Linked DNA regions of Mus musculus: all the other regions are linked to region 5. The links are chromatin contacts, called in public Hi-C, HiCAR-type and HiChIP or PLAC-seq maps. All regions are on one chromosome and are shown on one strand. The core of a region is the stretch at or near the end of the contact, and the rest is flanking DNA. Distances in the headings are between cores, read along the strand shown.

What was found. A called contact is a pair of places that touch in the nucleus more often than the background predicts. HiCAR-type assays count read pairs that join an accessible place to other places. HiChIP or PLAC-seq counts read pairs in DNA pulled down with a chosen protein or histone mark.
Region 1: a contact with region 5 is called in an H3K27ac HiChIP or PLAC-seq map of embryonic stem cells, with 6 times the contacts expected there. The contact joins the promoter of Cd276 here to the promoter of Adpgk in region 5. A contact is called at or near these places in 10 of 39 promoter capture datasets (the 3T3-L1 cell line, the HPC-7 cell line, cranial neural crest and 6 more), 1 of 15 datasets of contacts at CTCF or cohesin (embryonic stem cells), 8 of 484 Hi-C or Micro-C datasets (the Ba/F3 cell line, cerebellum, cerebral cortex and 3 more), 18 of 115 datasets of contacts at active chromatin or transcription factors (the NIH/3T3 cell line, VIP interneurons, bone marrow-derived macrophages and 11 more) and 1 of 9 other capture datasets (liver).
Region 2: a contact with region 5 is called in an H3K27ac HiChIP or PLAC-seq map of embryonic stem cells, with 3 times the contacts expected there. The contact joins the promoter of 4930461G14Rik here to the promoter of Adpgk in region 5. A contact is called at or near these places in 2 of 115 datasets of contacts at active chromatin or transcription factors (embryonic stem cells and pancreatic cancer cells).
Region 3: a contact with region 5 is called in a Hi-C map of B cells, with 3 times the contacts expected there. The contact joins the enhancer-like site here to the promoter of Adpgk in region 5. A contact is called at or near these places in 6 of 39 promoter capture datasets (the 3T3-L1 cell line, hippocampal neurons, liver and 2 more), 1 of 15 datasets of contacts at CTCF or cohesin (embryonic stem cells), 14 of 484 Hi-C or Micro-C datasets (B cells, the Ba/F3 cell line, cardiomyocytes and 8 more), 12 of 115 datasets of contacts at active chromatin or transcription factors (the NIH/3T3 cell line, astrocytes, bone marrow-derived macrophages and 8 more) and 1 of 9 other capture datasets (embryonic stem cells).
Region 4: a contact with region 5 is called in an H3K4me3 HiChIP or PLAC-seq map of bone marrow-derived macrophages, with 4 times the contacts expected there. The contact joins the enhancer-like site here to the promoter of Adpgk in region 5. A contact is called at or near these places in 4 of 39 promoter capture datasets (the 3T3-L1 cell line, cranial neural crest, embryonic stem cells and 1 more) and 4 of 115 datasets of contacts at active chromatin or transcription factors (the NIH/3T3 cell line, bone marrow-derived macrophages, embryonic stem cells and 1 more).
Region 6: a contact with region 5 is called in an RNA polymerase II HiChIP or PLAC-seq map of embryonic stem cells, with 6 read pairs. The contact joins the promoter of Loxl1 here to the promoter of Adpgk in region 5. A contact is called at or near these places in 4 of 115 datasets of contacts at active chromatin or transcription factors (astrocytes, embryonic forebrain, embryonic stem cells and 1 more).
Region 7: a contact with region 5 is called in a HiCAR-type map of astrocytes, with 2.2 times the contacts expected there. The contact joins the promoter of Insyn1 here to the promoter of Adpgk in region 5. A contact is called at or near these places in 1 of 39 promoter capture datasets (hippocampal neurons), 1 of 115 datasets of contacts at active chromatin or transcription factors (astrocytes) and 1 of 9 other capture datasets (adipose tissue).

What each region holds. Positions count from the first base shown.
Region 1 is chr9:58,553,439-58,556,316 of GRCm38.p6, reverse strand. Cd276 (CD276 antigen) reads left to right here and starts at 1,284. Exons shown (of 8, transcript NM_133983.4): 1 at 1,284-1,295.
Region 2 is chr9:58,453,448-58,456,462 of GRCm38.p6, reverse strand. 4930461G14Rik (RIKEN cDNA 4930461G14 gene) reads right to left here and starts at 1,290. Exons shown (of 3, transcript NR_040736.1): 1 at 1,107-1,290.
Region 3 is chr9:58,536,663-58,539,416 of GRCm38.p6, reverse strand. It overlaps Cd276 (CD276 antigen), which reads left to right. Exons shown (of 8, transcript NM_133983.4): 3 at 1,810-2,148. Among named protein-coding and RNA genes, the nearest start is that of Gm51678, 12 kb to the right of the region's middle. Within about 2 kb of position 1,431, at least 40 of the 459 cell types and tissues checked have an H3K27ac peak or open chromatin away from gene starts, as enhancers often do. A contact at or near this core is called in B cells, bone marrow-derived macrophages and pre-B cells, where this site is marked.
Region 4 is chr9:58,619,616-58,622,374 of GRCm38.p6, reverse strand. All of the region lies in intron 2 of Nptn (neuroplastin), which reads right to left. Among named protein-coding and RNA genes, the nearest start is that of Nptn, 39 kb to the right of the region's middle. Within about 2 kb of position 1,509, at least 10 of the 459 cell types and tissues checked have an H3K27ac peak or open chromatin away from gene starts, as enhancers often do. A contact at or near this core is called in bone marrow-derived macrophages, where this site is marked.
Region 5 is chr9:59,290,154-59,293,164 of GRCm38.p6, reverse strand. It overlaps Adpgk (ADP-dependent glucokinase), which reads right to left and starts at 1,593. Exons shown (of 7, transcript NM_028121.2): 1 at 1,299-1,593. The coding sequence starts at 1,531.
Region 6 is chr9:58,311,790-58,314,618 of GRCm38.p6, reverse strand. It overlaps Loxl1 (lysyl oxidase-like 1), which reads left to right and starts at 1,407. Exons shown (of 7, transcript NM_010729.3): 1 at 1,407-2,829. The coding sequence starts at 1,733.
Region 7 is chr9:58,487,108-58,490,122 of GRCm38.p6, reverse strand. Insyn1 (inhibitory synaptic factor 1) reads right to left here and starts at 1,520. Exons shown (of 3, transcript NM_176921.4): 1 at 884-1,520; 2 at 1-454.

The DNA.
Region 1 (2,878 bases), core at 35-2,534, 740 kb after region 5:
GTCTGAATCTCCTTATCTGCAAAAATGCGAGTAACAGCACTCACTTCACTGAATTTGGGGGATTAAAAGAGATAAATTGTGAAGAGCTTAAAATAGTAGCTGGCAGAAGCCGAGACCCGTGTGGATTCACGATTATTTCCTAAGCTCTCTCTGACAGCTGCTGTCACTTGGTTGCTAAGTCTGCAAGCAGTGCAAGGTTGGAGTCCCTTCTTTCCTTGAGTCTCAATTTTTTTTTTTCATCTGCAAAACAGAAATAATTTCTACCTGGTGGGACCCTTGGGAGATCTATGGAGGCCAGAGAGGAAAGCATGCTGCCTTCATTTGAGCCCACAGAAGGCCCTCTACGCTGTTGCTGTTTCCTGTCTGTGTAATGGACAGATACAAACACAGGTGAAGGGATGTTGGCAAATTCCAGACAGACTTAATCATCCTTTGCCCTCCTCTTGTCGCTGCCTGCAGCTAGATTTTTTTTTTTTTTTTTTTTTAAGGACATAGTGAAAGGGGATGGGGATAGATAGATGGCAAAGAAAGGGTTCAGGGTTGAGGGCACCCAGGCTTACTCTTCTCTACAGAACCTGGGCTAGCCAGCAGCTGGCATGCGGCTGGGATAAAAGGGTTGAGAGCAGCGTTAGTCCGGTTGCTGTGGGTGTAAGAAAACGAGGAAAACCATCTCAGTGGAAATTGCCCTGTGGTTGGCTCAGGCGCCCACGACACTGTATTTATAGAGAGCTCCCAGCAACTCGGAATTCTTCGCTGTCGAGTTAACCCTTTCCGAGCCGCGGTGCTGGCCTGGTGTCGAGGGGAGAAATTCTGGACTGAATGGGGACAGCTGGATTGCAGCGGGGCTTGGAGCCAGCAGTTCCGAGGGTGGGAGTGGTCAGTGGCCGGTCACCTGTCCCCTCTCACCGAAAAAGAAACTTCGGCTCTTGGAAGTGCTAGGATCCGTGTGGGGGATGGGCAGCGAGTAGCCCAACACCTCCTCCTCCTCCTCAGAGTACTGGGTCTTCCCCCGTCGGGGTCCAACAAGGGTCTGGGTCGGGGCGGGTCCAGACCCCGGGCCCTGCCCAGCAGGCGGGCTCAGGCTTCACCCTCGGATCTCGCCGCAGGGCCAATCCAGCCTCTGGGGCGCACCCGGGCGGCTTTTCCGGGCCCCCAGCTTCCTCTGGCCGTCCCGCCCCTCACTCTCGCCCCCGGCCCCAGTCTGGCCGGGCCTCGCGGCGGCGGCGGCACCAACAGTGGCGGCGATTGGGCTGCGCCCCGCCGCGTCCCCGAGTCCCGGGAGTCGGCGCGGCGCGGTGAGTGCTTGCGTGGCGCGGGGCGGCGTGGGCTGCTGGGTCCACCTTTGTGTGCGGCGGCGCCTGGACTGCACGCGCTAAGGCGCCGGGTGCAAGGAGCTGGGAACTCCGCGGCCCTTACCCGCAGGGCACCGGCACCCTGATCCACGATGACCGCTGGGGCTCTAGGGTCCGGAGTAGCTGAGAGCACCCCTGCTTGGCCGCTCCCTCCTCGGGGGGCTGAGACCCGCTGGGATTTGTGGGATCTGATGACTCCCAAGTCTGGGGCTTGTGGGGCCCGAAACGGGGTGGGTGACTGATTATTCAGGCCCTGGGTGTGGAGTAGGGATGCAGGCAGGTAGGTCACTGGGTTGATGGTTCTTGAAGCTTAAGGAAGCTGCTAGCCAAGACTGGAAGGGAGGCATTCTCCGGACTTTGAGGAAGAAAACACCATGAATGCCAGCTCTGAAAGGGGAAACTGCGGGGGAGGGGAGCACGAGGTTAGGTGGTCCCCTGTTCTTGGATCTGAATGGTGAAGAGGGACCAGGTCTGCAGAAGAGCACGAGGGAACAGGTTCTGGGAATAGCTTTAAAGGCTCCTTCGAAAAATAAAAGACTGAAGAGGAAATGGGATGGGACAGTTTGGGCTGTCTTAGGTAAATGGAGATGGATGGAGAGGAGGTCTGAAGGAAGGTAGGGAGAGGCTGGAGGACCAGGGTGGCACATAGAGACGAGAAAATTGAATCCGGCTCTCCAGGGCCCTTTCTTACTAGGCCCCAGTCAACCAGTCGCAGATTTCGGAGCTTGAGGCAGTGGCCTGGCAGAAAGGGAGTTTTATTTCCAAGCCAAACCTGTCCTAATGAGAAATGTATGGTGGGTGACTCAGACCTGAGAGCTTATCACTGAAGGGAAATATTAAGCAAACATTAGACCCGAAGTTTGTATGTGCGTGACCGGGGTTTTGTGTATGTGTCGGGGAGACACCTACTTAATTGTGAAAAATTATTTCCCTTCAAATTGATTGTGGGCCATCTGTAAATGAATAGTGATTAAATTAAAACCCAAATCCTTAAAAAAAAAAGTTTGGGTTTTTTGTTTTTGTTTTTATTTTTGTTTTTTTAAGATAGTACCTCACTATAGATTTGGCTGACCTTGAACTCACATAAATCTACCTGCCTATGTCTCCCAGATGCTGGGACAAAGGCATGCACCACCAGGCCAGCTCAAAGACTTTTTTTTTTTTTTTTGAGTGTGTAGTAGTTACTTTCAGTTTGAGATGCCAATGAAAGTGTCTGAACAGTTTGAGAGCTATTTATTTAACTGAGCCTCCTTTCTCATTCCCTTTGTCCTCCCAGAAGTCCCTAGGACTCCTACTGTTTAGCAACAACGACATTCTGAGTAGTTTGGGGACCTGTAAATAGGTGAATCTGAAATCTGTACTTGAAATTGAAACCTAAACCTGTCTTATGGGCTTGGTTGACTGATGGGCAGGCCAGGTGTGGAGGGCTGGGGAGCTAAGGGCTATGGAGTGGTGGTCTACCCTTCCACCTTGCTTGGGAATGGGAATATTTTGGAGGTGTGTGTTTTCTTTGGTAGCTGGTGTTC
Region 2 (3,015 bases), core at 41-2,540, 840 kb after region 5:
GATAATGTATGTAAAATTCCTAACATGATGCCTGGCAAGGGGCAGCTCCCAACCACTAGCTGTAATGATGGTTACTATTACTAATCCCGTTGGGCAGTGCTTCTCCACCTTTGAAAACTCTAGGTTCCTTTGTGAGAGGCACACAGGTCTCAAACCCCTGCCTTCTTCCACACAGGATTTAAAAAGAAATAAAGGCTGGAGGGGTGGGGAGACATTTCAAGAACTTACAAGAGAGCTTCCCAAATACAGGGATGGCTCCGGGTGGGCTGGGATGGGGAAGGTGTTCTGGGCTGCATTTCTGAGTGTGGTCCCGAGGCTCGGAGCAACCACTTGGGTAGGACTCCCCTCTTTCCCAGGCTACCCGCAGTGTGTGTTGGATCCCCGCCCAGCCTCGCAGCTCAGGCCGCAGTGACTTTGAGCCAAGAACAGAGGAAGCTCTTTCGAATACAAATACCTTTGGACCCTCAGATCCCAGCCGGCGCGCCATTCTCATGCTAATGAATGGGGCTCCAGTTCAGGTGGTTTTGAAGGGGAAATTGCCAACACAGTTACCCAGCCCAGCCTGCTGCGTTTCTCCTCTGCCAGGACTAAGACCTCGGGGATCATTTTTAGCACGGCCTCCAGTACCAGCACCAGCTCTACCCCAGTGACTCTATAGTTCTGCAAGTCTCATGACTGGCTGGGCTCCATTATTTGGGGTTTATGAACTGAACAGATCCTTCTAAATCAATGTAATAATTCACGTGACAGTGATAGCTGCCATTCACACACCTACTCTCCAGTCAGGGTGTTTGGGAGTGTGCTCAGAGCACTGGGTCCGTCATTGTTCCGTCTGCAGCAGTGAGGCCCAGAAAGTAAGGCAAAGTGCTCCAGACCTTGCCACTGTGGTGCCAGGCTCCAAAGTCAGATGTTGTATAGGGCTACACCTGTAGGACATAGGCCTTGATCATAGGTCACATCACCCTATGATCATCAGTTTGGGGTTTCTGGGCCTGTAAATATTCCCCCACTGAAGCCCCATTTCATTTTTCTGTTGTCTTATCATTGCCCTCTCCCCTTTTATCCAGACCTGGACAATACCTGTTTTAACTCAATGAACTACTCACCCTTCAAGGCCTAAGTCACTTGTACCAGCTCTGCTACATAAAGCTGTCCAAGCAAGCTCTCTTCATTCTGTCTCCACTGTTCAGATCTTTAGGATAGTCCTCAGGTGTGGTCCTGTCCCCTTCTGGGCTGGGAAGTACTTGAGGGAGAGTACCTGCCTAGTTCATCTCCACAATGCCAATGCCTGGCACTGAAGAGGTCAACTCAGGAACTTTGGAAAATTCCATCTCCTCTCCTGGAAGAGAAAGGTCATAGAGGACTTAGGCACCACCCCCTCCGGAAGGGAGGGGCTAATTACATTCCTCAGACAAGGTGGGGGGAGGGAGGAACCAACCATCAGCCACTTGCGGGTATGGGAAGTCCTGAGCACATAGACACATTCTGTGACCATTGGCCACCTATAGACAAGGGAAGTCCTTGCCACCTCATTCCCTAAAGACCAATCAGTTTAAAAGTCGCACTGTTCTGCCAATCACAATGTGCGCAATGGCTGCGGCTCTGAAAACTGTATAAAAACTTACCGAATGGGCTGTGCAGAGTCCTTGTTCTCTCTTCTTCTTGTGCAGGGTGACCCCAGCATGCTGGAACAATAAAATTCCTCTTGTTTTTGCAACGATTCCCGGCTCAGCGTTGTTCACTGTGTGTGTGTTGGGGGCAAAGGTGTGTGTGGGGGGGAAATCTCTCACCAGAGTCTTACATTATTGGGCCTGGTAATCAGCTTCGAGAATGTTTCCAGGATGAGCCATTGACTAAAAGGGATGGTTCCAGTGGAGAAGGCTCTGGGCACTGAAGGGGGCACTGAAGCAAAAGTGTCATGAGCTCTTGGCATCATGAAGCTCCACACCTTGGCTTCACTCTCCCATCTGTGCTGGCAGTGTCTCCTCCAGAGCGTCCTAAGACAGGTCACTTTGTACCTCAGGGCCTTGACTAAGGCCAAGGAAAACTTGACTCAAAAGTGACTTCAGCCTAGATAGGCAGGGTACCAGCATTGCATTTGACACCCGTCTCCTACCAAGGTATGGGGAATGTGGCTGGTGGGTCACTGCCTCCTGCCTTTGGGGGGCTGCGTGGTTTTGGAGAGAGCATGTATACTTCTATTCAAGAGCAGCCAGACCTCTAGGTAATCAGGCTCTAAGCCACATCCCAGCTCAGATCAAAGGCAGCCAGACTATCGTCAGTTCACATGAGTCACACATTAGCCAAGCATCATGGGAGAGTGATCTTCCCCGTGAAGCCTCAGTCACAAATGCCCTGCTCCCCCACCTCTGCTACGAAGCCCAGACATATTAACTAAGCCTGCTTCCTTGAGATGCAAGACCTTCCACCCCCAGACACCTTCAAAAGGAGACATGTTCCTTGGCTGATGAGATGGAAACTCTCTCAGACTCTGTCCCCCAGTGGCATCTGCAGCACTGATAAGGCTCTACCCTACAGGACAGTGTGACTCAGCCTCTCCTCCTCCCTCTCTTCTCTTTCTGCCTAAAATCTAATACTCCTCAGATGACTTCTGAATGGACTTCCCCCTCCACCTTGGCAATGGCTAGGTTGCACACTCTCTCAACTCCTTCTTGAATTTTCCACCCCATCCTGGACTTAGTAGAGACTAGAGAAGAGCCTTGTAGAGACAGTGAGCTAAGCAAGCTCCAGGCTGGGGTACTCCTCTTTTGTTCAGCTCTGACCTGACTCCTGTCCTATAAAAGCCCACCCTGGCTCTGGAGCGGTTATGTGTAGGGTTCTGGGAGGTGGGGGGAGAGGGATACTTATTCAGGAAGTCATGTCCTGGAATTTATCTCCATAGCCTAAGAGGAGGAAGCACTACCCGGCTGGTGGTGCTGGGGTAGGCTGAGGGAAGGAAGTCATTGGGGTTTGATGGGAAGCTCATTTTGCCGTAATTGTATTGTGCACATTAAA
Region 3 (2,754 bases), core at 182-2,681, 750 kb after region 5:
TCCCTCCCCCCTCTCTTTCTTTCTTTCTTTCTTTCTTTCTTTCTTTCTTTCTTTCTTTCTTTCTTTCTTTCTTTCTTTCTTTCTTTTTTTTTTGTTTTTTGTTTTTTTGAGTCAGGGTTTCTCTGTATAACCCTGGCTGTCCTGAAACTCACTCTGTAGACCAGGCTGGCCTCGAACTCAGAAATCCACCTGCCTCTGTCTCCCAAGTGCTGGGATTAAAGGCGTGCGCCACCACTGCCCGGCACCATTTTCTTATAACTTATAAAAGAAAGCATTTCCTTTGGGGGCTTGCTTAACAATGTCAGAGGGTGAGTCCATGACCCTCTCCATTATGGTGGAGAATATGACAGCAGGCAGGCCCGCATAGCACTGGAGCAGTAGCTGAGAGATTCCATCCGATCCACAAGCACAAAGCAGAGAGGAGAGCACAGGCTTTTGAAACCTCAAAGCCCATGCTAGTTACAGATCTCCTCTAACAAGGCCACACCTCCTAATCCTTCCCAAACAGTTCCAACAGCATTCAAACATATGCACGCGAAGGGGGGGGGGGCACATTCTCATTTAAATCACCACACATTCCTTCCTTCTCACCCTTCATCAACCAGCAAATATTGATAATTCTCTGGGCTGCATCTTAGATCTGGCTGGTTTGCTCAATCCCTGTGGCTGCTCTTCACTGCAGGGCCTAGAACTTGCTATGTTGACCAGGCTGGCTTCAAATTTATGGAGATCTTCCTGCCTCTGCCTCCTGAGTGCTTAGCCTTTCGCTGACTTGTGCTCATAGCCTCATGTGTCCTTTCTACAGCTGTGTCGCCATCACTTCTTTTGAGGACCTCTGAGCTGGTCTCCCGACTACCCACCCCCTCACTCTTCCACGATAGAGTCTCCCTTTATAGACGAGCCGGGGTGAGCTTCAGGCTTTGCTACCCAGATCACATCTAATAATTAGTGCCCTCCGTAATGACATCCTCTCGAAGGTGGGAGACCCCAGGTTTCTTCCAGCATCTCTCAGAGCCCCGTCTGGCTGGCCTCCAGTGGGCTTTTCCATGTGCTCTTTCTGATCTGCACCTCAGGGCCTTTGTACCTGCTGGTCCCTCTTCCTGGGACACACTTACATGTGTTTCATAGAGCTCCTGCCTCACACCTTATTTAAAGACATGGGTATTCTTTCTTGCATAGAAGTTAAGTATGTTTATTCATGAAGAGAAGAGAAGGAAAGGCACTCATGAAGTTCTCTCACCCAAGGGAGTTCACTGAGAACAGTGGGTGTTTAGTTCTGCAGGCACCCTTCCTATACAGATAGTATTTGTAGGAAAATGCAAGGGACCTGGCAGGTGGAAAGAAGCTGCCAGGCTTGAAAGCTGCCTCTTCTTTGGTTCTTTCTTTTTCTTTGACTTTTATAAGTACTTCCTCTTTCTTCTCCACCCACAGCTTCCCTTTTTTTTTTTTTTTTTTTTTTTTTTAGAATAGAGCGGATCCAAAGCTGGGTGATGCTCTAACACCAAGCCCTCCCCCTCCCCCACATTGTCTAATCACAAGCTGATGAACATCTGTGTCCATCACAAACTGCCTGCCTTCCATTCCGACATAAACGAGCTCCAGGGTATGACCTGGGTCTTGGTCCTTGTTGCATTTCTAATTCATGTTGGCAAATAGCTGCCTGCAGTGAGGAACATAGATAGGAACTTACTCTGAGCCTCTGACCTGAAAGGAAGCGTGTGCAGAGCCTAGAGGTAGCTGGAAAAGGAGAGAGACCCTGAGGAAACCTCATCTTTCCTAACTGCCCTACCCCTTCCAACTCACCCCCAGGAGCTGTGGAAGTCCAGGTCTCTGAAGACCCCGTGGTGGCCCTGGTGGACACGGATGCCACCCTACGCTGCTCCTTTTCCCCAGAGCCTGGCTTCAGTCTGGCACAGCTCAACCTCATCTGGCAGCTGACAGACACCAAACAGCTGGTGCACAGCTTCACGGAGGGCCGGGACCAAGGCAGTGCCTACTCCAACCGCACAGCGCTCTTCCCTGACCTGTTGGTGCAAGGCAATGCGTCCTTGAGGCTGCAGCGCGTCCGAGTAACCGACGAGGGCAGCTACACCTGCTTTGTGAGCATCCAGGACTTTGACAGCGCTGCTGTTAGCCTGCAGGTGGCCGGTGAGCGTGGAGAGGGGTACCCTCTGCTTCCACTCTTTATCCTTCTGCATGTGGCCTCTCACACGCTGCTGTACCACAGATGAGCCTGCGCTAACAGCCTGTGCGCCTTCCACTATCTCCTGCACTGATGCTGTTGGTGATGATCCCTGTCCTCTGCCACCCTCCAGCCTTCTACTCAAAGCCCAGCATGACTCGGGAGCCCAACAACCTGGGGACAAGGTGACATCATATGTACCAGCTCCCGGGGCTGCCCAGAGGCTGCGGCAGGGCTCAGCAGCCTGGCCTTGTGACGGAATCTTAGGTGGCCAAGGAGCAAGGCTTGTTTGATGTGCACAGCATGCTTAGGGTGGTCCAGAATGCTAATGGCACCTTCAGATGCCTGGGACTCAACTTGGTGTTACAGTAGGATCATCACAATCCACAGAAGCCCCACGGGCTTTTAGTTTTTGGTTTTAAGTGGCACCTTAAAGGGGAGTAACTTAAAGGGGAGTAATTTAAAGGGTTATAGCGTTTATCAGTCACACTTGAAGTTAAAGGAAGTTAGTTCCTTATCTCCAGTCTCCCAACAAGTGAGATGCTTGATTGTGATAGGATGGTGGGGGAGGG
Region 4 (2,759 bases), core at 260-2,759, 670 kb after region 5:
TTTTATAAAGAATAGTTCTAACTCTTAAGGATAGAACTGTCTCCCTCTTCTGAAACTGCTTCTTTTTATATAGTTCAGAGGAGGGAAGAGAACGGATGGAGAAGTCACAAGGTATTTGGAAAATGTAATGTCTTAATGACTTTCTAACCCATGTAACATTTCCGCTTATAAAGTTAGTGTCTTTATTATCTTATGATAGAACAAATCTTAAAATTCCCTCAATTAACAAACTGATTCTAACTAATTTTCAATTCTGACAACAGGATAATAGTTATCTTCCATTCAGTACTGGTCCTATTTAGTAACACCAAACAAGGTCTCTATATACAAATAATGGAGGCATAGCAGCCACTAAGACAAAAGCAGATGCATGTAAACACGTTAGCGCATTGGTGTCCCATGATTTCAAGACACACTGGACAGAAAGAAGCCAAATCCCTGAGCTTTAAGAAGTCGAGCAGAACAGCTGCAAACCCTGCAATGGAAGGCGCACATACACCATCAGCAGAAAGCATCACAATTCCAAGAAAAATTAAAACCAAGCAAAAACAGAAGAGAAAAAGATAGAACCAGTACTCCACAGAAGAGAAATTAAAAATATATCAAAAGCAACATTAAACCCAAACACACTTTAAGGTTTTCACTGAATTTTTATTTTCCAATTTCATATTCAATCCCACTCGGGAATCTCCTGGTTCTTCCTCTCAGATTGCACTGAGAAAGGGTGAACTCTGAGAATGAGGCCAAGAGTTTCCAGATGTTTATATACAAGGAAGCAAAGAAAATGCTACTCTTACCTGTAACGGTGCAAATGATCATTGCAGCTCAGGGAGATTAAGAAGGTGATGAGAGCAATCTGGTAGACTTTCTGCTAAGAAATCTTAGAAGGCAAAAGAAAGTACTTTTTCCCTTAAATGTTAAGGATCCAGGAAAGAGTCAGCTGGGAGCACGTTGATTCTGTGCCATAGGAGGACTCTAGTGCAGGGTAACCTGATTTCTGTCATTACTGTATGTGAAACTAGCACTATGCTGAGCTCTGGCTACAGTACTACATTTGTGTTCTACACCAGGATGAAGGTGAGACATTTATTTCTGTGGCCCAGTGCTACCCAGTGAAAGTCCAAGAGAGATGAACATTTAGAAATTCTTTTTTTTTTTTACTTGTCACTGACTTCTATTTAGAAGCAATAGGTAGGACCCTTACCCTAACCACCATGTTTATGTAAAGAACATATTTTGGCAAAACACGCCTAAAAACTGGACCCATTTCTCTTCTGGATAACATTACTCAAAGAGCTTTGGAGAAAACACTAGTATGTCATTCTTAAAAGAATTCAACCTCCCTCTAGAGGCAATGCTTCTAAGGAGCCTAAGATCACAAAACAATTCAATTAAAGTTAAATTCAGGGCATCACAGCTAACTTGTGTTAACCAAGTGATATGGATATCAAGGGAGAAACTGACTAGCCAGACTATGACTCAAGTATATGCAGATACCCTTAAGTTAAGTAAACTGGGGAAGTACTAAGTGCTCTTGGGAACTGATGCATACTTAACTCCAAAGCCCTACTCTTAAAATCCTTACATACAGTCTTTTTAGCTACAAGTTAAGATTCTTAGAAGTGAAACTACCTAATGCCCAGTCTATAACTATGAACTTCTAGAGACCTTTGTGGCCATTTAAATAATTCTGCTTTTTGTTTAAGGAAAGGAGCAAGGGGGCAGGAGAAAGAGGCGTGCAAGGGGAAAAAAATTGTTAAAAGAAAAAAAATTGTTAAAAGAAAGAAAAATTGCTGGGTTAATGTTCCCCATTTTCACAGACAGGTTTTCTTTTCCCCTTCACAGAAGCAGGCTCTCTGATCCAGCAGTACCAACTGCAACAGCCTCTCCTGTTTCCCTTTCACAGCCCCCGTTTTCCAAGTAGATACAAAACAAATACTAATTTGATTTTTTTTCATATATATACATTCTAGTATAATACATTCAGTTTTCCAAGTATATAGATTCAAGGTCCCTCTCGCATTACTGTGCTATCACCAAATTGCTCACAAAAATAGTTTATTTTACTACTTAAACTTTATTCTCTCTAAATCAGTCAGGTCTCTCACTGAACCACTCAAAATCATGCAACAGTATCAGAGGCCCCTCCATTAAATTGAGAATGCCCCTGAGTTATAACCAAGTCAAATGCAGAACTAGAACCCTTCCTGGTGAAAGCACGGATTTTTGTGTTGTGCTCTGCTTCCTACATGCAGGTTTCAGAAAGAGAACTGGCCACCCAAACCTAACAACAGACACAGGACTCAAAGGGACTTGGATTGAGATTTAACTTACTTTAAAAAAAAAAAAAAAAAGAAACAGACAGTGTGAATGATTTCCAAACTATTTTTGAGTTTATCATCCACCAGGATAAGGAATTTTGTGAAAACATCAAAGTCAAGCTGTCTGTGGATAGAAACCAGATACAATTCTAACTTTCAAGACAGCATGATAAGTTTCTAAAACAATATAATTTTCAGCTTCGGAGCACCTAGCTCCTGATAGCAAGACTAAGGGACAGACTCTCAGGTGGCTGCTTTTAAGAAAATAGGCCCAGTAAGAACTGTGCTGTTGCATTGGAGGGCTGCTGTCAGAGAAGCACATGCCACTGCCTTAGAAAAGAAAAAGAGCTGGAGCTATGGAAATGTCCATGCCACCCAACAAAACACATACTACCACACTGCACCATGGCAACATTCCTATCAACAGAACAGGATGAC
Region 5 (3,011 bases), core at 344-2,843:
GAGCACGAGAAGCTGACTGGCTCCAAGGTAGGAAGAAAGAAGAAAGGCACCCCCAGCATCAGCTTCCTTAGAAATCACCCTGGCACCTTGATCTGGAACTATCGGTCTCCAGTCACAGAAAGTTTATGTTGTTCTAAGCAACTAGTGTGAGTTATTCTGTTGTAGCTGCTCAAGCTGCTTCCAAAAAAATGCAGCACAGACCTGACTTCTTCCATACATATGCCCTCAGAGCCCAGCACACACCTGACATAGCTCCAAGAAAGATGATCAAGAACCTGATAAAGCCAGGTCTTTAAGCCCAGCACCAGGGAGGCAGAAGCAGCTGGTCCTTAGAGTTCGAGGTCAGCCTGGTCTACAGAGTGAGTTCCAGGAGAGCCTGGACTACACAGAGAAGCCCTGTCTTAAAGAAGAATAATTTAAAAATAAAACTAAACTAAAAAGACAAGAGAAAGAAAGAAAAAGGAAGCAAACAGATCAGATAATGATCTATGTTCTAATGATCTACTTACGTTCCAGACCAGCCAAGGAGGCTGTAGTTCAAAAAGGAACAACAGAAGCAACATTTAAAAAAAAAAAAAAAAAACCAACTCTAACCTAAAGAAAAACATACTAAAAAACTCGCTGATGCATAGTGCCCTTGACAAGACAAGAAAGCCAAGCCTAACTGGAAGAGGGACTAAGGTTAGTGTAAAAAAAATTGGATACATTTCTGTGAGTTTCACAAAGAAAGGAGATACTGTGATTTGAGAGAACCTTAAAAATATGAACTATCACTTAGTATGGGGAAGAAGGTAGTTTCGAGAAGGGCGTGCTAAACGCGAAAGGCGCAGAGTTCTGGTAAGGAATCCTTAACAAAAAATGTTGAATATGAAAATGAGCAGTCTTAGTAGAGTGGTCTTCAGACCGGATGACGTAAAGTCAACAGCTAGAGACAGAAGCATTTAGCTTTAAGTACGTTAGGAAGAGTGCTAAAAAAATAGGAAAACCATCGTGGCCACCTGAGAACAGTCGGCAAAAAAGGGCTGGAAGACAGACAACAGAGTAACCTCAAAAATTACAAGTGACAGGCTGAGTTGAATTTCTAAGAAGCTATGAGAGCTGCTTTTACAGGGAGCAGGGCCAACCGGGTGGAAATATGCTGACTATCCCTGCAGCGATGACGGAAAAAGGCTCGTCTCACGCGTCCGACACTTTCGCCCAGAGGGCAACCCAGACACCACCGAGTCCCGGGCGGACCCCGGAGCGCGCGCACTTCCCGGGGAGGCCCAGAGCCGCAGGCAGGCCCCGCAGGCACTCACCCCACAGCCACGCGGCGCCAGCGCCGGGCGGGCTGCGCGATGAGGGCGTCCCAAGCGGCTGCCAGCCGGCTCTCCGGGGACAGAGGTCCCACGGGCACTGGCGCGGGTCCCAGCCTCAGGGAGCTCCAGAGCGAGCGCAGCGCCGTGCCCGGCAGCTCCGGCTCCAGCAGGAACACGCAGCCCACGGCCAGCGCCAGGAAGCCGGCGCACGCAGAGCCGCGCCACAGCGCCATGTGCACACACCGCCGCACCGGTGGCTACAGGATCCTTTCTCGGCTCGCGCCTCCTCCCAGCTGGGCGCGTGCTGACGTAGACGTGCGTAACGTCACACCCGCGCGCCACAGGCTCTTCCTCCCGATGGGCGGAGCTACGACGGAACTGCAGCCCCAGTTATGGGTGGAGCTATGGGTGGGCTGGAGGCGGGACGACGACAGGGCTGGCGTTGGGGGTTCGCTCTGTTTAAGTCTTGGCGCTGGCGCTGGGCGACGCTGTTGTGCGATTCTGTCCTTGGATGAACAAAGGCAGTAGTGTGGTTCCCAATCCGTACACGTCTTCCCGATATTCACTGATAGCCTGAGATAGAGTGTGTGTGTGTCCGGGGTGGGGGCGAGAGAATACTTTTACTTCCCTAGTAAGATAAGACATGCAGATAACGAAGAAGCAGCAAACCTCGCGATTAGAGTAGTCGGTCTCCCATTGACAACGAGCCACGCTGTTGTCTCTTAATCCGTCCCTCCGCCAGTGTTTGACCTCCATGGTTTTACTAGGCCGGTTCCTTTCTAAGTCTGGTGCAGTGGCGAGGCGGAGGGTGCACGACGATGGGAAGGGCTTCCCGCGAGAGGAATCTGCTCAGACCCTAGTGGTGCTGGGCACGGGGAGTCCACCTCTTGAGATTTTCAGCTAGTCAAAGGCTTCCGCTAAGACTGAAGCGATCTTGTTCAATCTAGAGATCAGATTTAACACTCAGACCCCTTAGATAACCCTTTCGGAGGTGGTGTTCCTTTGAACAACCCCAGAGTAAGCCGCAAAGGGATACAATCATGTGTACAGTATGGAAGGACTATAGACTCGAGTTTTTAAATCCTGGTTTAGTTGTTCCGGGTGATACTACAGAAATCCAGCCCTTCCTCCTTTGATGTGACGGTTCTATGTGAGAGGGTAGGTTAAGAGGCAGGAAAGCTAGGCTTGATGTCCAGTTCATTCTCAGCCTCATCTAGCCTGGCCTATTTCTATTTTGCTAGTTCTGCTAGCTCCTGACCAATTTTCTACTCTGTCTATAATTTTTGAACTTGTTAATAGAAATGTGTTTCCCTGGCTTTGATCTTGGACGTTATCTCCCACCCCCACCCCCAGTATCCAAAGTGTTTCTGTTATGGCTCTCAGCTGTTAACTGGCCAGAGACTGGTTACTAGCCCAGACTAGCCTCAAGTTCACTGCGTTGTCAAGGGTGACTTTGAACTTTTTTTAAAAAGATTTATTAATTTATTATATGTAAGTACACTGTAGCTGTCCCCAGACACTTTTTTCTTCTCGCTCAGACCCCCGGAGCAGTCAGCGTTCTTAACCGCTGAGCTATCTCTCCAGCCCCAACTTTGAACTTCTGATCCTCTTCCCTCTAGCTCCTGGAATTACAAATGTGTATCTCTGTGTCTGGTGCTCAGGGAGGAAGGGAAGGTCTTATACCTTCTAGACAGACACTTTACAGAGTGTCTG
Region 6 (2,829 bases), core at 158-2,657, 980 kb after region 5:
CAGGTGTGGTGGCGCATGCCTTTAATCCTAGCACTTGGGAGGCAGAGGCAGGTGGATTTCTGAGTTCAAGGCCAGCCTGGTCTACAAAGTGAGTTCCAGGACAGCCAGGGCTACAGAGAAACCCTGTCTCGGGGGGGGGGGGGGGGAAGATATCCAGTGTCCCAAGACACATATGTGAAGTATCAGTCCTGAAACCCACAGTTTGGTGGGTTGATAGATGCTTCCTGGTAAGGATGGAGGGCAGAGGGGTCCTGGTTCCCAAAGAGCATCATTCTGGCTGTTTCCTCCTTAAACGGGGCCCAGGAGTTTACAAAACAGAGTCATCCAGCATTGAGGACAGATCCTTCCTGTCTTGTTTATAAGTCTCAGGGGGTAATCTTTGCCCTCCAGCTCCCAAGGCCAAACAGAAGACAGCCTAGGGGAAGCCTGGAGAACAGCATTTAGAGGGTAACCTCTTAGGTACCAAGTAAAAGTTAAAATTTACCTTTCTTCTTAGCCCTGACATCCCCGGAGGGAACAGAGAATCGGCCAGAACAGATGGAGTTCTGTGGAATAATCCCCCAGTGATCAATGTGTCCACTAACTCAGAGTTGGGAAGGAGCATGCGATTCCCAGGCCACGGCTCTCCCAAGGCCTCCCTCTCTCTGCTTTATGTTAAAGGTTCCCCTTGCCTCACAATGGCATATCTCATATCCAAGGCTGCCACCGGCTGGGTTCTTCTTATTCATGTTTAGACTCCGATTATTTCTGGCTATCAACTCAGGAAGCACAGGGCAGAAGCCACTGGAGGGGGTGGGGGGTACGTGATGTCAGCATCTGCCCTGAGCTCCCAAGTCCCCTTCAGCAGAGAGACATACCTATCCTAGTTCCCAAGCCTGTAGACTGAGACCTGGTAGAAGAGCTGAAGGTTCAGTGTCTTTGTACTCAGGACCAAACGCCCAATGTCTTCAGGATGCAGAATTACAGGGTGGCCCCAGCCAGAGGTGGGCATCTCCCCAGGGAGTCTCACCAACCAGGATGTCTCTTAGCACTAGCTTTGGAGAAGGGAGAAGGCACCCCAAGAACCCTAGGAAGAGGTGAAGTCAACGAAGAAAGTGGAATTAAAAAAAAAAAAAACCTGTGTCCAGGACTGAGTGGAACCAGCAGGGTAGTGCCCACATCTTAATCCTGCTATGTTTGCCAGAAACCCCACTTACCAGGCCTGAGTCCCCAGGGGCCCCCTCCTCCGCCCTACCTCATTCCCTTCCTCCCAGGCAGGTCTGTGGCTTGGCTGGAAGCTACAGGACTAAGGGAGCACTGATCTGTGGGACAGGCCACATAGCTAAAACCCGGCGGGCCGTAGGGCCCCGCGGAGGAGGCCCCAGCAGGCGGACCAGGTTTCTGAAACCTCCAGACACTTTCAGCCTGTTGCTTATTCATTCAGAGTGGGAAAGCGCCAGCCTAGCGAGCAGCCAGCCAGTGTGGGGCTGGCCATGTAAGGGCCCCAGGAGGTCCTGCCCGTCCCGTGCCCTACGGAAAGCCTCGTGCAGCCCTGGGCACCGCCCCTGCCCTGCCCTGACCCCTTGGCCTCGAAATGCTGTCATCGGAGGAGCCGTCCCGCTCGGGACAAGGCCAGGATGGACAAAGCTAGAGCTTGGGCAGGCGAAGAGCCATCCTGTCCTCGAGGCCGTGGGAAGAGAAGCACGCACCGAGGCCCACTCTCTGCCCACCCGGCCTCTGCAGAAGGGCCACTATGGCTCTGGCCGGAGCCGGCAGCCAGCTGAGGACCCTGGTGTGGAGTGCCTGCCTGTGCGTCCTGGTGCACGGGCAGCAAGCGCAGCCAGGACAGGGCTCGGACCCAGGACGCTGGCGGCAGCTGATCCAGTGGGAGAACAACGGGCAGGTGTACAGCTTGCTCAACTCGGGCTCTGAGTACGTGCCCGCGGGGCCCCAACGAGGGGAGACTAGCTCCAGGGTTCTACTGGCAGGCGCGCCCCAAACGTCGCAGCGGCGCAGTCAGGGGGGACCCCGGCGTCGGCAGGCGCCGTCCCTGCCCCTGCCCGGACGCGTGGGTTCGGACACTGTGCGCGGCCAAACGCGGCACCCGTTCGGCTTCGGCCAGGTGCCCGACAACTGGAGAGAGGTGGCCGTCGGGGACAGTACCGGCATGGCTCGGGCCCGCACCTCCGTCTCCCAGCAACGGCACGGGGGCTCCGCCTCCTCCTCGGTTTCGGCCTCGGCCTTCGCCACCACCTATCGCCAGCCATCCTCCTACCCGCAGCAGTTCCCCTATCCGCAGGCGCCCTTCGTAAACCAGTATGAGAACTACGATCCCGCGTCACGGACCTACGAACAGGGCTACGTGTACTACCGTGGTGCGGGCGGCGGCATGGGCGCGGGGGCAGCGGCTGTAGCCTCGGCTGGGGTCATCTATCCCTTCCAGCCCCGGGCGCGTTACGAGGACTACGGAGGTGGAGGAGGCGAGGAGCAGCCCGAGTACCCGGCCCAGGGCTTTTACCCAGCCCCAGAGAGGCCCTATGTGCCCCAGCCCCAACCCCAGCCCCAGCCCCAGCCGCAGCCTCAGCCCCAACCTTCCGACGGCCTTGACCGTCGTTACTCGCACAGCCTGTACAATGAAGGCACCCCGGGATTCGAGCAGGCCTACCCTGATCCCAGCACCGACGTGTCGCAGGCCCCCGCGGGGGCCGGTGGCACCTACGGTGGCGCTGGCGATCCTCGCCTCGGCTGGTACCCGCCCTATGCAGCCAATGTGCCACCGGAGGCCTACGTCCCTCCGCGTGCGGTGGAGCCACAGCCCCCATTCCGCGTGCTGGAGCCACCTTACTTGCC
Region 7 (3,015 bases), core at 271-2,770, 800 kb after region 5:
AGCCTACCCTGGCCTTGGGCGGCCCTCACCCAGCCCCTGCAGCCTGCCACTCCACCTACTCGCCTCTGGGTGGGGGATGGAGCACCCAGAGGGAGACAGAGTCTGACAGGGTGGGAGGGGGGTCAAGGTGAGGACACAGGAGGGCAAGGGGAGGGGCCTTAGGGCCCAAGAACAGCTTCCAGGACTTGAAGTGCCTATGGTGTACAGAGCTGATCTTTGCCCGAATCTGGATGCGGAGGCAGGGGGATGATTCTGCAAGGACTAAGGGTAAGAGATGCCCTTGGGATGGGGGAAGGCAGCAATCCCCTCGCAACTCCTAGGCAGTTACAAAGGCAGAGGTCTCTAGATGCAGCTGAACCAGCACAGGGACGGTGATCAGGATCTTCCAGATGTGGAGGGGGCTCCAGATGTGAACAGCACTGGAGAGGGAACTGGATTGGAGGAGGGCAGCCCCCTGCAGAAAGAGCGAGCCTGGCGTCAGCCCTCCCAGGCTGCTGCACCAGCCTGCTGCTGCTGCCTCCCTCTTCTCTCTGCCTGCACCCTCCTTCCTAGCTGGAGATTTATTTATTTATTTATTTATTTATTTATTTAGTGGGGAGGGGTGGTGGAGGCAGATAGTTTTCAACACCCTTCTTCAACAGAAGAGTGGAGGAGCCCCTGTTTTAGAGGAATGAGCCCTTAGCCTCCTCTGGAGCACTCTAGCCGTGGTGCACCCCCCGCCCCCAGCCACCAACCAAGCTTGGCCAGACTGGTTTAGCACAGGGCCTCTCCAGCTCTCCAACCTTCTTTCAATGCCCACAGGGTGCCCTCCTTCCCAGAGGACCCTTTCTCCCCCAACCCCGCCTTCCCTCCGAACCCTCCGAAGCTGGACTCCCCTACTCACCAAGGGTGGGGGCAGTGGCCTTTCCTCTAAGCAGTGTCGGGGCCGAGCCACAAGACGAGGTTGGGGGGCCCCCAAGGCTCCCTAGGGCGGGCTTCTCTCTCTGGACCCTTCGGCTCCTGGCCTCAGGAAGGTCTTCCGAGCGGTGACCGGAGACATCTGGGCGGTGGGAGGGGGCGGGGCCTCCGCGCTCCGGGGAAGGGGGCAAAAAAAAAAAATCCCCAAAAATCTCCTCACCACGCTCGCCAGGCTCCCGGTCGCGAGGGTCCGGCGAGCTCGGAGGCCCCGAGGCCACAGGTGACCCGAGCCGAGGTGACACCGGTCCGGTCCAGGCGACTAAGCCAAAGTCGGAGGGCTGGGGAGGGCGCCGGGATCCCCTCAGCCCACGCCCGGCATTCCCCGGGCTCCACAGGGTTCGCGATTCTCTCTGTCCATTCTAGATGGGCAGGTCTGAGCCCCTCCGGGGTCTGTCCTGCCTTTGCCTTGCTCTGCCCTTCCCGAGCTGGCACTGCTAGGTGTCCGGGGTGTACTCAGCCGGGACCCAGAATGTCCGTGCTCCGGCCCGGGCGACGTCTGGAGCGGCCGCAGAAACCGCTCAGTCCAGCCCGGCAGTCGGCTCCATCAACGGTGGGGAAAGTCCGGATTCCTTCGCGTCTCGGGGGAGGGGAAGCAGCCGTGGCCAGGGGGACCCGGTGTCGAGCACAGCGGAGATGAGTGCACGAGGTCGGGGGGGCCTCAGCACGGCGGGGCTCAGCCGAGGAAGCAAAGGAAAGCAGAAGGGGGCGAGCGAGACGCCAGGGAGGCGATGGAGGAGGCGCGCCGGGCCCGGCCAGGCACACCGGGCGCGCAGCCTCCGCTCGGCTCCACCGCCTCCAGCGCGCTCGCTCACGGCTCCGCGCCTCGCGGCCCGGGGCGCCGGGTAGCTGCCGATGGGGCAAACGAGGCACCGGGGCTGCTCGGGCCTTTCTCCCCGGCTGCTTCGCCCTCGCCCTGCCCTGCCCTGCCCTGCCCACCCGGCTCCGCGGGCCTGGCCCGCTTACCCCGAGCGCCGCCGCGCCCCGCCGGACTGGCCGCCCGGCCGGGCGCAGGCTCCCTCAAAGGCCGCCGGGCTCGCGCGGCTCCGCTCGCCTCGGCGCTGGCAGTGAAGGGGCCGGCCCCGCGCGCCGGGAGGGAGCTTTTAAAGCGACACACACGCCTCCCAGCGCCCAGAACCGAGCGCGCGAGCCGGGGGGTCTCACCACCCTAGGGAGCGGGTTGGACTGGGCGCCAGCGGACCTGGAGGAGAACTAGCCCGGCCACTGCCCGCTGCCCTGGGCGCACAGAGGCCCAGACTTGACTCCAAGTTCCTTCACCTCCTTTTTACACAATCCCTTGACCCTCCTCCCCTCACGGTGGTGCGTCCCGGGGTTCCCCTTCTGGCTGTTACCCTCCTCTGCCATCATACCTCAAACTGTCCCAAATCTTGTGTCAGTTCAGTAAATAGAATCCAGCCAACCTTTACTGAACACCTATTGTGTGCCACGCTCTGGCCGAGAGGGAGGGCAGAGTGGGTGCTGGGCTGTTTCTGAAGGTTCTGTTCCCCTAGTTCTTCACCTAAGTTTTCAACATATTTTTGTTCTCTCTCTCTCTCTCTCTCTCTCTCTCTCTCTCTCTCTCTCTCTCCCTCCCTCCCTCCCTCCCTCCCTCCCTCCTTCCTTCCTTCCTTCCTTCCTTCCTTCCTTCCTTCCTTTTCTTTCAGGCCCTGTTGAGGAGGAAATATCGAGGAAATTTCCCCATGAGGACATTCTTGAGTAAACTGAAGGGTGGTGCATGTAGTTCTAGGAGCGTTGCTAACTTGGCAGGTATGGGGTAACTAGGAGGAAGCACAGGCCACCCCCACTCCCCCAAGTTCTTCCCAGGAATTCAACCCTTGAGCTGAATCTTAACAGAAGATTCAGTGGGAGTCCCGGTGACCGGTGACCTTGCCCTGGGGAAGGGAGGAATCTGCTTCCTAGAGGGAAGGAAGATAGGGGGAAGGAACCACTCAGGAGCAAATGTGGGGGAGGGCAAGTTTCAGTCTAAGTGGCCCTGTTGGTGCCACTGGGAAGACTGTATGAAGTGGAACAGAGAAAAACCAGATCAGGAAACAGGAGGCT